Linked DNA regions of Mus musculus: all the other regions are linked to region 1. Evidence: chromatin contacts called from public Hi-C data. All regions are on one chromosome and are shown on one strand. Each heading gives the region's core, a stretch centred on a gene start, on an enhancer-like site or on the middle of the called end of the contact. The rest is flanking DNA. Distances are from core to core; before and after follow the strand shown.

What was found. Hi-C and Micro-C count contacts between places; a contact is called where the count stands out from the background.
Region 2: a Hi-C map of muscle stem cells shows a contact between it and region 1, with 2.6 times the contacts expected there. The contact joins two enhancer-like sites. A contact is called at or near these places in 1 of 39 promoter capture datasets (the 3T3-L1 cell line), 12 of 484 Hi-C or Micro-C datasets (3T3-L1-derived adipocytes, adipose-derived mesenchymal stem cells, cortical neurons and 6 more) and 1 of 115 datasets of contacts at active chromatin or transcription factors (astrocytes).
Region 3: a Hi-C map of the HPC-7 cell line shows a contact between it and region 1, with 4 times the contacts expected there. The contact joins two enhancer-like sites. A contact is called at or near these places in 2 of 484 Hi-C or Micro-C datasets (the HPC-7 cell line and pre-hematopoietic stem cells) and 1 of 9 other capture datasets (embryonic stem cells).

Annotation. Positions count from the first base shown.
Region 1 is chr6:3,510,395-3,515,335 of GRCm38.p6, forward strand. All of the region lies in intron 2 of Vps50 (VPS50 EARP/GARPII complex subunit), which reads left to right. Among named protein-coding and RNA genes, the nearest start is that of Vps50, 14 kb to the left of the region's middle. Within about 2 kb of position 2,422, at least 57 of the 459 cell types and tissues checked have an H3K27ac peak or open chromatin away from gene starts, as enhancers often do. A contact at or near this core is called in the HPC-7 cell line and muscle stem cells, where this site is marked.
Region 2 is chr6:4,414,409-4,419,349 of GRCm38.p6, forward strand. The region is part of intron 3 of Gm46948 (a long non-coding RNA gene); the gene reads right to left. Among named protein-coding and RNA genes, the nearest start is that of Gm33788, 7.9 kb to the right of the region's middle. Within about 2 kb of position 2,938, at least 131 of the 459 cell types and tissues checked have an H3K27ac peak or open chromatin away from gene starts, as enhancers often do. A contact at or near this core is called in muscle stem cells, where this site is marked.
Region 3 is chr6:4,023,781-4,028,721 of GRCm38.p6, forward strand. No RefSeq gene overlaps it. Among named protein-coding and RNA genes, the nearest start is that of 4930528H21Rik, 21 kb to the right of the region's middle. Within about 2 kb of position 2,806, at least 8 of the 459 cell types and tissues checked have an H3K27ac peak or open chromatin away from gene starts, as enhancers often do. A contact at or near this core is called in the HPC-7 cell line, where this site is marked.

The sequences.
Region 1 (4,941 bases), core at 1,172-3,671:
GTAACTGTCATTTCTGCCCTGCCATCTTGACTGATGAAAAGATGCTAACAGTTAAAACACACACAAGACAAGAGAGCAGACAGGAAATGTATGCTTAGAGGAACAAAATCTCTCCTCCTCATCCTTCTAACACACTCAGTCTGTCTGTCTCTCTGTCTCTGTCTATCTGTCTCTCTTAGCTTCCTGCCCTCTAGGTAGAGAATCAAGCATGTGTAAACTGTGATCTAATATGAGAGACGTTGGGGTTCCAGGATTTATTCTATTAATTTTCTGCAGTTTTGATAGTGACCTATGAACTGAGGGATTCATGTCAGTTTGCATTATATAATTAGTTTGAATAGCTACCTAAAATTGAGTGCTATGTGTATAAGGTGCTGTTTGTGCTGACTTTAGTTGTGAGGGGGGCAGTTACAACTAGTTACTTATGGATTAGGTTTTGGGCTCAATCAGTATGGAGTTTTGGATAATTTGAAATTACCAAAATGCAAAGCTTGTAGTTGTTTTATTTTTTCCTTAAACACAGATGAATTCCCTAAGAAGTGACCCTGTGATGTGAAATTGTTTTTTAAAATGACCATTTCGTTCCTTAGAAACCGTAAATATCTTGGAAATGTTCTCCTCACATCCTTCATTTGAGGGCTTGCTTTGTTTTATGGATTTGAATCCCCATAAAACCTTTTGTTTTTATGTTGAGATTAAAAGTAGCCCGGCTAAAGCAGAAATACTGACTGAAATATCTGTTACGAATCTTTTTCTTCACTTCTCATAAAGCTACATCCGCAGTCTACGTTTTCTGTGTGTTTGTTCCTGTAGCGTTATCTACCTCCGAGATAATCGAATGGAGGAGCAGCTAGGTGGTAATGTAGTCAATGTGCTGCGTGTGAGACCGGGAAATAGCCTCTAAACAGCAAGTTCCCTGCCAGGTTGCTCAAATAAGCCAGGCTGCTTTATTCCCTTAATAAAATATTGAACATCGATGCTTACTTTTGATACTGTGTCTGGTACAATGGCATATGTTATTTACTTTCATTAGAGGAAAACATAATTCTAACACCTATACATGTATGTATGTCTGTACATACCCGTGGTTTACAAGTCCCAATTGTTGCCTTGCTTCTTATGGCTTCCTAGTGTTTTCATGCCATGTTTTTGTTTTTCAAATCAAGGCTCTTTATTGCTTGATTCTGCATCACAATTTCATAATTGCATTTTGTTCTGGTCCTCGCTTTAAACTTGGATTTCTCTGTGTTCTTCTGTCTTCTGAATTTCTCTTTCCTCCCTGGGGTTGAGAGCACTTGTGCGCTGGTCTTTTGTCTCCTTTCTTCCCTCCGCTCTGCTGGCCTTGCTGTTTATTTGTTCATCAGGCTCTTTAGTCACTGCTGGAGGGCAAGGCCGATTTTTACTCAGCCCTGGCTGTGCTGTGGAGGAGAGTTTTACATGTGGAGAATAAAATCAACATTTGCTCCATGCGGCTCCACTGACCGAGGGTCGGTATCAGAGCCTGTGAAGCAGGCTATCAAGCCTAAGTGATGGCACCGTGGGCCCAAGTGTTCTTGTGCTTTCTCGGCTTTCGTTTCCTCTGTCTGCAGTTGGATCCACGACTTTGTCTCTTTCCAGCTTTAACTATGAGATGCGTTGATGTACATTTTCTGTATTTTAGTGACTGACCGTTTTGTTGCATTTTTATAGCATTTACTTGTTGGCAAATTAGTTTTGGATTTTCACATTTTAAAGAGCTTTTACAGTGCACTAATCTTAATACTCATTTAATTATACTCTGTAACTATAAAATAAATCCTTAAATACTTCATTAATAATATAACAGTTGGCAAGACTGAACTGTTTATTTCAAAATTTACCTGACCTATCTCATTATTGTAACCTCTTTTTTCTTAACATGTTTTAATATGCCGTAAAGGGTTTTATTTGGATCTAGTTTTTTCTGTTTGCCTTAAAATTTTTATAGGGAGTCTTTTGTTCATTTTGTATATAAAATATCTCATACTTATGAACTACCCTGTTGATTCTATTTTAGATACAGAATTGCATATTTTTGTACATCTCTAATGCTAGGCAGTGAGTTTTTAACTCTAGCAAAATTATGCAACAGTTATATTAAAATATGCAGTGTAGCTGTTTGTGTTTATTTTTCTCATTTACATACAGAAAATACTCTTACATTTTTGTGATTTCTCATTAATAGAAGCATTATGAGTTTATGGACCATGGTGCTTACCACAACTGTCTTTGTCTCATATTTCTTTTGACTATCCCTCCCTGTTAAATTACAGAATGCCCTGTAATTGTTCCTGGAGTGCTGTGGATCTGGGCACTGCACAGCATCACGATGTAGTTCCCAGTGTGGCTGGGACTAAGCAGGCGGCCTGCTGAGGGAGGAAGTGTGTAGGGAGGGATGAGGTGGAAGGAAGCAGTGCCTGGCAGGCTGCACATGCAGCAGCTGCAAGAGACACAGTCTCTTCCAAGCAGTATGAATGAGCTCAGATGTGCATTTCACAGAGAAGTCACTAGATGGGCTGGAAGGAGGGCTGTTTTATTGGGATGCAGTGATGTATCAGGGTATCTGGGTCCACAAAAGTGTTAACGGGAGAAAGACCACTGTCACAAATCATCAAGGCCAAACTAATTAAAGCAAGCAATTAGTTAAAGCAAGCTTTTTTATTTGTGTACACAAGCTGCCTCCTCCTAAGGTGGGGATTGAGAGGTCAGACTTGGGTGTGAGGAAGACAAGGGTTTGTTTGTTTGTTTGTTTGTTTATGTATATAGCGCAGGGTTTCTAAATCAAGGATTTGGTGGGTTACTAGAACAGAACATAAGCATAGCATGTTAGCCATAAGGGCCTGCTGAAACAGAGACATGATTACAAGTGGTCGTGACAACAGGTAGTCATAGCAGGGTAGCCATAACAACCCTTTTGAAACCAAGTTAGGGTTGCAAGATGGTAATTAATTTTTGAAACAAAGTTATGATTGCCATTCCTGGACCGGGCAGAAGGGAGCCATTTGTAGTTATGGTTACAAGGAGGGTATAGCCGCATCCTTGAGAAACAGAGTTTTAATCATAAACTGGAATGCACTTAGTGTGTCTTTACTATAAGATGGCTTTTAAGCCTAAGGTTGAGGCATGCTGGTTGTTGAGAGGCCCTCACTGTATGCTCTGCCTTTTCCTGCCTTGCTCCATTTGTCTCTGCCCTTCACTTAGGATTGTCCCATTAGAGTATGAAGTGCTCCATGTTGGTTCCTCGTGCTCTCGGATGCTGACTGAATAGATCTCTAGGAAGGACTGGCATCTGACCTTTGTATGCTTACACAGATTGTAATGGTTTTATAAACCCATCATATTTTTGAAATGTACATTTGTGAGATTTTTAAATGAAATCACATTTTCCCTTTGGCAATTTTAATAACTTTAAAGCGGATGAAAAAATAGGTTTGAAGAGGCTAAATCAAATTTCCAAGGTTGTAGAGATGCAACTAAAGCTGGAGTGTCTTTGCCTTCAGGTCAGCCCGCCTGTCCTGGGTTGCAGGAGAGCATCAACATGCTGTTGTGTGCTGTAATGTGCTAGTTACACCCTGAAGATGAGAGGGTCGCTTGATCATTGCACGCCTTTGAGGTTTTGGACTTAGCTAGCTACAAATGATAGTTTCCAATTTAGTAACGTTCAACATTTCTTTTTGAATGGTACCAACTGCATTTATTTGATTGTGGTGCTTAGGTGACATCACACTCTTGAAACTTGTATTTGAGATGCCAGTGCCTTTTTAAGGGAAGGAGGTTTATGAGAAAACTCTGAGTTCTCTTTCTAGTTCATCCTTCTCACTTTATATTTGCATTTAATGGGTGGAGGCTGCCTGTCTTCCACAGGTGGTGTGGGTTTCACCACCCCACAAGTTGAGCACCTACTGTCCGTGGTGCTAAGTGGATAACTTCCTTTTCCCATCCCCTGCTGCTCCAGGAGTGCTGTTCTCATTGTGTCAATGGTAGGGGGTTTTGTTGTTGTTGTTGTTATTTATTTATTTATTTATTTATTTGGTTGGTTGGTTATGTGTGTGTTCAGGTCCATGTACACGGTCACTTGGGTATATAGAGTCCAGAGGCCATTCTTCAGGAGCCCTCCACCGTATTTTTGAGACTAGATCTCTCACTTATGCCTTGGATTGTAGGCTGGACAAGATGGCTAGAGAGCCCAAGAACTAGCCTGTCTCTACCTCCCCATTGCTGAGATTACTGGAGCAAACTCACGTCCTGTGGGTTCTGGGAATTAAATTGAACTTCCCAGGCTTATGAAGAAGACAACTGAGCCATTGCCAGGCCCAGGATGCTGTACTCATGCTATACTCATGGTACCTATCACATCATACTGTTATCCAGAATACTCATGTCTTTGCCCCTTTCTGTTAGGATATTTTGTAAATTGAGTTTGATGTACAGGGTTGACTTTTTTTTTTTTAAATGCCTGTGTTCTCTTGTTGAATACTTTAAAATTCAAATGTTATCTTGTTCTTTTAAGTTTCAACATAGTATTCTGACACATTTAGCTTGAATTTACAATAGGAGTTAATTCTATAGTTTATAATTTTAAAAATATAAATTATGGTTAAAAGATATCAAAGCAAGTTATTTTTTAATAAATAAAATGACCTCAATAAGTCATAGAACATCACTCTATGTTCTAGTTGGCTGATACATTTTGTGATAATTTTGTTATTTATTTAGTGATGATTTGAGCTGATGAGATGGGTCAGTGGATAAAGGCACTTACCACAAATGCTGACATGAGTTAGATCTCTGGGGCCCACATGGTGGAAGGAGGGAACCAACTTCTGCATGGAGTTTCCTGTCCTGCACATGTATGCCACAGTGCACCCTCCAAACAAGTCAATAAGCTTAGTGCTGCTTTATTAAAATGTTTGCTAAGCATTA
Region 2 (4,941 bases), core at 1,688-4,187, 900 kb after region 1:
TCGTTGCTTGTTACTCCACACAAGAGAAGCCTTGCTCAGAGATACTTCCAGAATAATTGGTAGGAAAGGCATCTTGAAGATGCTCAAGTCTTGCATCATTCAAATAAAAAGTAACCAATAAAAGTGGGTTGAAGGAAATTAACGGAGTCTCCTTTATATTCAAAGGCTTAACAGAACCCTGGGAAATTAAAAAATTAGGAAATATTTTTGTAAGCACACAAAACATTTTATTTTATAATCTTATTGCTGCGTAGGATTAAAGTGAGAGATTTTCATATTTACTCTTTTTCTCATAATTTATTCCTTTTATTGAGAATAGATTTTTTTTCTTGTATAACACATTCGGATTATGGTTTCTCCTCCCTCTGCCCCTCGCTGTTCCCGCCCATCTCCATCCCATCCGGATCCACCCCATTTCTGCCAATCATTAGGAAGAAAAATAAAAGGGATTATTATTGAAGGAATAATGATAAAATAAAATGCAATAAGTTAAAAACAAAACTAACGCATTGGACTTGAACAGAACAAACAGCAGAAGGAAAAGAGCCGAAGAGAAGACACAAGAAACAGAGACCCACTCATACTTACAGTCCCATAAAAAAACACTAAATTGGAAAGCACAATATGTACACAAAGAAACTGTAGTGTAAAAAGAAAGAAGACAAATATATGTAAGTGAAATTAAATTTTAGAAAGGAAAAGGGGCAAGACATAATGCAACATTGTGAGACAAGGAACCTCTAAAGATGCCACTGAGTCCGACTGAGTTTGTAGACATCACGTTCTCGAAAGCTCATCAGTAGAGAAACAGGGCTTCCTTGCCTACCATGTTCTCTAGTGTGTTACACCCCTCTAGGATGAATGGCTAGACCCCTACAAAAGGTACATTTCCTTTCAGTTTTTAAAACTGTTGCTTCAGAGTTAATTTTGGACCCATCTGTTCTGAGAGGAGAGACAAAGTTTCTAGGAGGGGAGGAGGAACACGATGTGCGCTGCGATTTCACCAAAGGTCAAAACCCTGAAGGTCCAGGGGTGGTGCCGGTGTTCAGTGTCAGCTCAGTACAGAAGAGAGATGAGAAGAGGCTCTGGTGTCCAAAGAATACAGAGAGAGAAGCAAGCAGGATCCACTTACATCGCGGCTTCCTGCCTCCAGTTGCATTTTCCACGTGTATAATTTCATTGTGTGTGGACTCTGGTACCTTGGCTACTAAACTGCATTGTCCTTATAATCACAGAGAGCTACTAAAATAATGGAGTTAAATCTTCATAAAATAATAACAGCATTACCTTAACTGCCTATAAAATATAGTTTGCACACTCTATTGACATTCATTCACATTGAGTCATGGCCTAATTTTGCATCCCACAATTTCTTATGAGCCTTAATATGCTTCTAGACTTTATGACTGTCATTTGGTTTTTGACTGTACATGTACAAATGTAAATATAGAGACTGTTGGTAATATGTCTTATTTAATATACCAAATGATCTCAATGTGTTTTGCTACAACCCCAAACAGCCTTTGAAAAGTGACTGTGTGGTTTCAAGTCAATGAATTTCAATGTCAACCTCACTGCCAACAACATGATGACCAGGGTGGGGTGCCTTTTTTCTAAAGGATTTGTAAGCCAGTGTCTAGTGAAATAACACTGTGCTGGGCTCTCGGGTGGGTTTGAGGCTATCGAGACTCTCTGTAGGTAATTAGTCCCCTTTAAATGTAAATATGAAATTTTGTTAATAGGCTTTCAGAACTGAAAGAGATTTTCTAATAAAATCATCACTAATAACCTGACTCCCTCTAACAAACCTTACTTCTACCCCCACAAAGGATCAGGGTTCCCCTTGTGACACCAACCCCTTTCTGCTGGAATCCAGAGCTACTGCAGTCTTGATTCAAACCACCCAGTTTTATTTCATGTTCCTTTAATGGAGAGCTGGCCTTTCTGCCGTGGGCCTCCTTTTACTGCACATGCAGAATAAGGGACACTGGAATAAGGCAGGAAATCTGAGCCTTGAAGCAGTAGCATAAACAAACAAACAAACAACAACAACAACACACACACATACATACATACATACACACACAGACTAGCTGCCCATTGCACATGCCATAATAGATCTCCTCAGAAACTGGACCAAACTGGTATTGACCAAGGATCAGTCAATGATGTCAAGCCATGAATTGCCTCTAATGAGGACTCTAACTCTAGCTTCAGACCACAGCTCAAATACCTCATCTTTCTTGATAACCAGCATTAATAATTAATACCATTTCCCCTGTGTCCCAGGCATTATATAAATCTATTTTGTCACTAAGAGTCTGTCTTCCCATGGGATGATGATGCATGTCCAGGGAAATGAATGTATCTTATCATTTTTCTATCTTTGGAACAGATTAGTAGTTTAACAAATGTCTGAGGGTAGAAAAAAAAAAGTCAAAGAAAAACAGGAAGAAGATAGCATACTCTTTTTATTGAACATCAGGGGGCATCAGAGAAAGAATGAAGAAGTATATGAAATCTTGCCTCCTCTTTTTATGACAGTGAAAGCCTATGAGCATAGCCAGACAGTCCTAACCAGTATTGTGAATTCGTTTCTAAAAGCAAGGCAAGCTTATATTGCTCTTGACCCTCTGGTAACTCTGGCCAATGTGATTTCAATCGTTTACTGTTTGTTCTGGGAAGTCTCAACAACGAACACCGTGTCCTTGCAAATGTAGCAAAGTGCCTGCATTTTCTTTGGTTAGGAGCCCTGTATAGTACCATGGCATTTTGTAGAAAATCATTTCAATAATGTGTTTTGAAGCAGATTGATTTTGCAGCCGCTCTCTGCACTCCTTTGCAGCTGTGTTCCTCCATCCAGTACTTTGTACTGTAGTCTTCACAAAGCAACACTAGAGGGACCAGCCTCATATTTTTCAGAGGCCTTTTGTGTCAACCAAGCCAAGTACAATTAAGGCTGTTCCCAGAAAGAGGAATGGATAACGTTGGCAACTGGGCTGTACCACCCAGAACCACAAAATGAAAAAGCTGCAAACGTAACCAACATGGTTTTCCTCGGCATTTATAACTCAGAAGACCTACGTGGCATTTTCTATGGCAAGGGGCAGTACTTTGGGAAATTATACTTAAAAAATTAGCCAGCAGTCTCTCGTGGACTCAAGAGAAAGTCTGCAACCTGGGTAGGGGGGTGGAGGGTGGGGGCGTGGATTGGAGCAGTAAATAAGCAGGCTTGTTGCTTAGTAATACTGTCAATTTTTCTCCCCCCTCCCCCCACCTCTCTCTCCTCTCTCTCCTCTCTCCTCTCTCTCTCTCTCTCTCTCCCTCCCTCCCTCCCTGTCTCCCTCCCCCCACTTCTCTCTCCTCTCTCTCTTCTCTCTCTCTCTCCCTCCCTCTCTCTCTCTCCCTCCCTCTCTCTCTTCTCTCTCTCTCACACACACTTCTAAGGGATAAAATCAATTAAATGTCAGATTTTTCCCAGCTGATAAGCACGTTCAGATTTCAGACTAACACCTCCCCCCCCCAAAAAAAAAATAAAAAAACAAACAAAAAAAAAAAACAAAAAAAAAACCAACCTATGTCTGTTGGTGAGAATAAGTGGGGAGACATACAAAGTCCTCCTTTTTAAGATAAGGTCATAAAGCAATCCCATAACCCTTCCTCTGGACATTTTGCTCTCCGTTTTTGCTTCACCTGTGGACCGGAGAACCCACATAGCTGGGCAAAACAGTGCTGTGCTGGTGCTTACAGACGGATGCAAGGGAAGTAGTCAGGCTAGTGACCCAAGTCTTTCAGAACTAATAAGGTGAGTGAATCAGATAAAATTAATGAAGGGGGGGGGGGAAAACCCTCTCTTGTCTGTAATGTCAGACAACACTGTAGCTTTAATTTGTCGATTTCACAAAGGCCTTCTGGGCTCCCGAGCTCACTCCGTTAGTGAGTTACCTCGCCTGCAGATTCTCTCATCCCTCTGGTCCCCGTGGTCTGTTCTAATTAATATAAAAACCATGCTGCTCTAATAATTTGACCATACCATTTCTCTCCTCAAATCCTCGTAGTAGCTTTTAATTGCACTAAAACCTGGAATTCAATTTAAAATCGATACCCAGGCGCTGAGGCTGTGCTTCGGATGATCTCGAGTCTCTGACCCCACCAGTGGCCTCTGAGCTCTGCAGAGCCAGGCCTGTCACTCTAAGCCGTCAATCTGCTTGACTCCAATAACATCTTGACACGGGCCCCTTCCATCCTTTAACTGTATCTTCCTCTTCTCCACTAAATAAACACCCATCCAGGGACAGTGACAGGGGCCAGCTTCGTTGGACATAGATTTGATGTGCAATAAATTTCATTTTGTTTCTTTTAAACGCCACCTTCTGCTGTTTTTCTTCTTCTTCTTCCCTTTCTTCTTAAGTCTACAGTTCCTAACACAACTCTGGGGGCTCCGCAAAAGTGGTCAGCCATTTCATCGGAGGAGATCTGACAAAGGCTTCGAATCTTTATTAAGTCAAGAATGACGTAGATAGAGAAATTTGAGGAAAATAAGCAGGCTCCCTTCAACCACTCCCACCCCCAACAAGCAGCTCCTAATGTGGTCCTCCACCCTTCAGTGAAATATGCAAAGCTAGCTCTAGCTTTTTTCTATGGTGGAACTTTCCAGCAATGTCCTTCCATAAATGGGATGGGTCTTGTTCCCGAGCCAAGGCTCTGCCTCTCCACTACTTGGCCTAGATAGTGGACAAATATTTTTTTCTTCTTCCTTTTTTTTTTTTTAACATGAAGGCAACGTGGAAGTATCTGGAATGCTGCCTGCAGTCCCAGCCATCCTAGAAATTACTCAGTGTTTCAGGGCCCTGAGCCAGTAGCCACCTCCCTGCCACCTCTGCCACGTTAGCTTAAAGTAATGTGAGTTCAGAATCCGGTCTCCGTGGCTGAAATGCATTC
Region 3 (4,941 bases), core at 1,556-4,055, 510 kb after region 1:
GCCATTTTTCTTAAGACAACTCTTTCCCTAATATGACCCTTTACCCTTTCTGATACACTCACTACCATTGTTTTTAATCTTAATTTATTTTCTCAAATGTATCATTTTCATTTTCTTAAATTTGTTATCACTACAAATATATATTCCTAAGAAGCATGAATAAGCAAACTGTTTCATAATCTAACCTTATATATTCATCTATAATAAATATCTGCATTCAGTTATATATATTAGCTCCATTTGAAATAATTCAGGTTTGATTTTGAATTTCATTGACACTCCACAACTCTTAGAGTTCTTTACCTTTGTTTTGGTTTGAAAGTCTCCTTAACTTAGCCTTCATCTCAGCTTTGATTACTGGACTTTTTCTTGAAATTTTGCCTCTTCTTCAGTAGCAAGTCTTTGGCACCAATTCCTTTCTGGTTGCTGGCATTGTTCTCTGACATTGAATGGCATTTTACTGGGGTACACTTCTTGGACCTGTAGCCTTTCTTTCATTCTATCTTCTGCATCACTTTTTTTCTAGATCAACTCATGTCTAGGAGATTGTCTCTGATCTATTTGGCAGCAGCTCTTCCATGGAGCCAATCCCATACTCACCTCTGCTTTTCATGCTCCTCTATATACCTTCTTTCGATTCTGTAAGTCAAGGTATATTGAATGTAAATCATGACTGTTAAATCGCCAAAGACAGCAAAATGATTAAGAACACATCTACTTCCTCTCTCCTCACAGCCAACTGGAAAAAAATACTTAGACAGGTGCTTACAGAGCCAGAAGTCATCACTGGTTCTGCATAGAAGTGTGCTATTTCCCTTTTCCTTCAACACATTTTGTAATGTCTTATGCTAATACATACACATATACATATGCATACGCATATGCATATGCATACGCATACACATATGCATACACATATGAATATATTAGCATAACACACATATAACATATAATAGCATAAGATATATATATATATATATTATATATATATATATAAAATAATAGCATATGACCATTGATTGCCATATATATCCCATTGATTCTACATTCATAGTTTTAATCAACCAAATGTCAAAAATGTAGTCAGATTTTTTAGTATCATAATCTCATACAACAAGTATACTTATGTTAAGATATTGAAGAAGTCTCTCTTCCATCCTAGAACTATGAGACTCTTAAGCATATTGAATCAAATATTCCTGTAAGCTTTGGATGTGGGAGACCATCCTTACCTCAAATTTAACTGACTCAATAGACCATTCCAAAATAAAATAGTTTTGAAGAAAATTTTTTTATCTATTGGACAGAAATCAGGTATGTACTTCTGGTCCAAATCACTCATAAGTGAGGTACTATATTAAAGAAGTCATACTTTTCATGCTTCCATCCATTTTCATATCTCTTAGAACATTGCCTGTGCCATGCATTGTCTTCTCTTACTACTAACAAACCTTTGAATCTTTTCTTTGAAGTCTTAGACTCTGTTTCCATCCCCTGTACCAATGTTCTTCCCATGACTTGCCATCTTTCAAGTCCAGTGCACTCAGATCATCTCTCACTAGTTTATTTTGGAATTCTTTCCAGGGCCTTAAGGGCATGTCACAACCCCTGTCATTTATGCTTCTATTCTAAGGAATATCTCCAACCATCCAGTAATACATTTCCTCTTTCATAAACTCATAGTAGCTTTTCTTTTTCCTCTAAAGTAAAAGCAAGCCACTTAGTGTGTGGCTGCATGGTTAACACCATAGTTTGAACCTACTACTGTGTTAGAATGTTCTCGCTTGTTCTTCTGTGTATGTCTCAAGGGAAAGGGGTTGCGTGTGTGCTGCTGATCAATAGCCAAGGAAGCCAATTAAAGCTTAGAAAAGCCTACCAGCCACAATAGTAGTGTTCAGTCAGTCAGTCAGTCAGTCAGTCAGTCAGTCAGTCAGTCAGTCAGAAATCCTGTCTTTTCTCCTCTCATCCTTACTTGTCCTAGTGGTCCTGAGATCAGGTCAGAATACAGACCAATCAAGAGCACAGTAAAAATTTTTGGATTAATCCAATATTAAAATTACTTCCCAGCTGTAAAGGTTAATTATGGTCAGCCTGTCATAGGTAAAGGTCATCTGGGGGAGTGGAAACCTCAGTTGAGAAAATAGTTTCATCAGATTGAACTTGAAGATAGTCTGTGGGGTATTTTCTTGATTAACGATTGTTGTAGAAGATTGCAACCTACTTTGGGCAGTACCACTCGTAGGCATATGGCCCTGGGTTGTATGAAAACTCAAGCTTAGGAAGCCATGAAGAGAAATCCAATGTCAGCTTCCTCATGATCTATGCTTCAGTTTTTGCTTCTACGTTTCTGTCATGATAGATTATACACTATAAGCTATAAGCTAAAGCCAATCATTTCTTTCCCAAGTTGTTGCTGGTTATGGTGTTTACCACAGCAACACAAAGAAAACTGGGAAAATAACTAAGATGGTTTGATATGCTTGCTCTTCTTACCTTCAGTTTTTCTCTCTCACCCTTTTTATGAGTTCACTTTGTTTTTCTTTTCTCAGAAGAGAAACATTTAAGTTCTACTCTGTAGAGATGTCATATGATTCTAGAAACCAAGAATGTAAAAAAGACTACAGCATCATCTATTCTTTTTTGTGGGGATGGTGAGATGGTGTTAGCATCTGCCCCTCACTTCCTGGTTTCTTTTCTCTTTTATTTAGATCACATGCTTTGCTGTGTTCTGAAGTGCTGTGCTCTGCATTAGGAAGCCTGTGGGTGGTAAGCTGTTCATGACTTTGGCACTGAAAGCTCCATCATACTTTTGATGGCTTCGGCTTAGACAGTAGGAAACATCTGGTCATTCTCTGATATTTATCAAGACCAGCCTGTGTTTCCTTTAAAAACAGTTTTTCTCGAACAGAACATTACCCAATGGCAGAGGAATTTTATAATGAATACAGAAAGCAATAATGTGATTCTTAAAGATAGAAATTACTCTAGAAATGTTCATTAGAAAGTTACTTATATTCTCAATACATATTCTTGCATGCATTTTCAGTATTTACTAAGGTGACAGGCTTCCTGTTTTGGGGTGCTTTTTTGGTTTTGGGTTTGGTTTGGTTTGGTTTGGTTTAGTTTTTGTCATATAGCAACCTTCTCTCCCCAGTGAATATTTATGCATTGAAGCAAATGCAGATACCAATGGTCTCCCAGCCACATTCCCTGCTCTCTTTATAGGTGACTGATATTGATATTATTGATGAGGCTGGATGGTCTGAAGGGTGCTCTCTATATTGTGTGCTCTGCCTTTCTGTTCAAGTTCCTTTAGGTAGGGAGACATTTTCACTCTCCTTTCTCCCTATTATATTCTATTTTAACTTACTTTGAAAGCTTTAAAATCTAGGCTGCAGTATTTTGCTCTTCCTAAATGAGTTGAAAAAGCATTCTGGGAATGAGAGGACGTTGATATTAGCTTCTTAACCTTTAAAGTTCAAGTATATTTACAAGCCAGACTCAGATGAACTTGGGTGAAAAGACTTTGAAACCAGAACACAGATTGATGAGTAGAATCTGCTTTTTCTATTTCAAAACTCAATTCCCATCAGTCCCAGACCTTCAGATAAACAGTTTTTAAGGAAGACAGTTCTTTCATGCTTTTCCACTTTCATGTAAGTCTGTGATGGATGTCTAGACAATACTTTGCTTCTAACCTGTATATCAGAAAATGTGACTCACTAAGTTATAGTTATGGTTTCAGAGTTAGCAAATATATCAACCCCTTATGCTTGGACCAAAGTAAGACACTATTAATAGATCTTCTGATGTGCTAGAAGGGCTTTATAATCCTTCCCAATAGCCCTGCAGATTTCATATTGATTGAGTTGATATGACATTAAATCTATTTGCTTTCCTAGGTTTAGACTTTTCTGAATATAACAGATAGAACAATCATCCAGGTAAAGCCAAGCATTAGTCACTTTCTAAGAGGAAAGCTGAAAACCTACTTTGGCTAATACATGGCTCCTTGAGAAGAGCGTCCTGCACGGGATCTTTATCTCTCTTTGCAGCAGTTGCTACAAACATTATCTCACCTGGTTTGAATAGACTTGAATAGATTTCTCAGTGTACCTTTCTAGGGTCTTCATAAGCAATCTATTTCCAAACATTATATAACCATGGCTGGCCAGGCCAAGCTGTCCTTCCTTTTCTCTGTGACTTATATTTCCCTCTTCCCTTGGTGTCTTCATCCTCCAGTGTATCAATCATTTAATCTTATGATTATATATTTTCGTTCTCTAGTGCTCGCCATCCTCACTGTCTGAGGTTGGTATCACTTTTTCTCCTGCATAAACAGTACATAAAGTTTCCACCAACTCTACTCCCGACTTAGCTTAGCAAGCTGTCATGTCACTCTGTGCTCACTGGCCAAAACTCTTCTTAAAAGACTGAGGCCCTTTTATCCATTTACTCTTAGTGCCTTACAAAGGTTGAAAACCCCCAGAAGTGTCTAGACACATTCCCTTTCTTTGGCTTATCTGTTGTTACCTGAATGAAATACCTTCTCTGCTTGCAATTTTTGAGTTTGTTTTGGTGACAGTTTTCTTTACTTCTTCAGTTCTTATTCTTGACCTTCTTTTCTCCTTCTTGACATACTTCTCTTTAGGAACTTAAATTCAGAAACCTCTCTTTTCTTTCCTTATGAGTTTCAAATTAATTTCATCCCCACAGACTTCTCTCCTCAATATCTGGTTTTGTGTTTTTAGCTCCCTGTTGAAATTCTAAATAGTGGCTATTCTTTTTCTACCTTTTTTCAGTTGTTTTTAACCTTAAGAGCTGTGTTTCTCTCTCTCTCTCTCTCTCTCTCTCTCTCTCTCTCTCTCTCTCTCTCTCTCTCTGTGTGTGTGTGTGTGTGTGTGTGTGTGCGCGCGCGCGCGCGTGTGTGCAGGTGTGCAT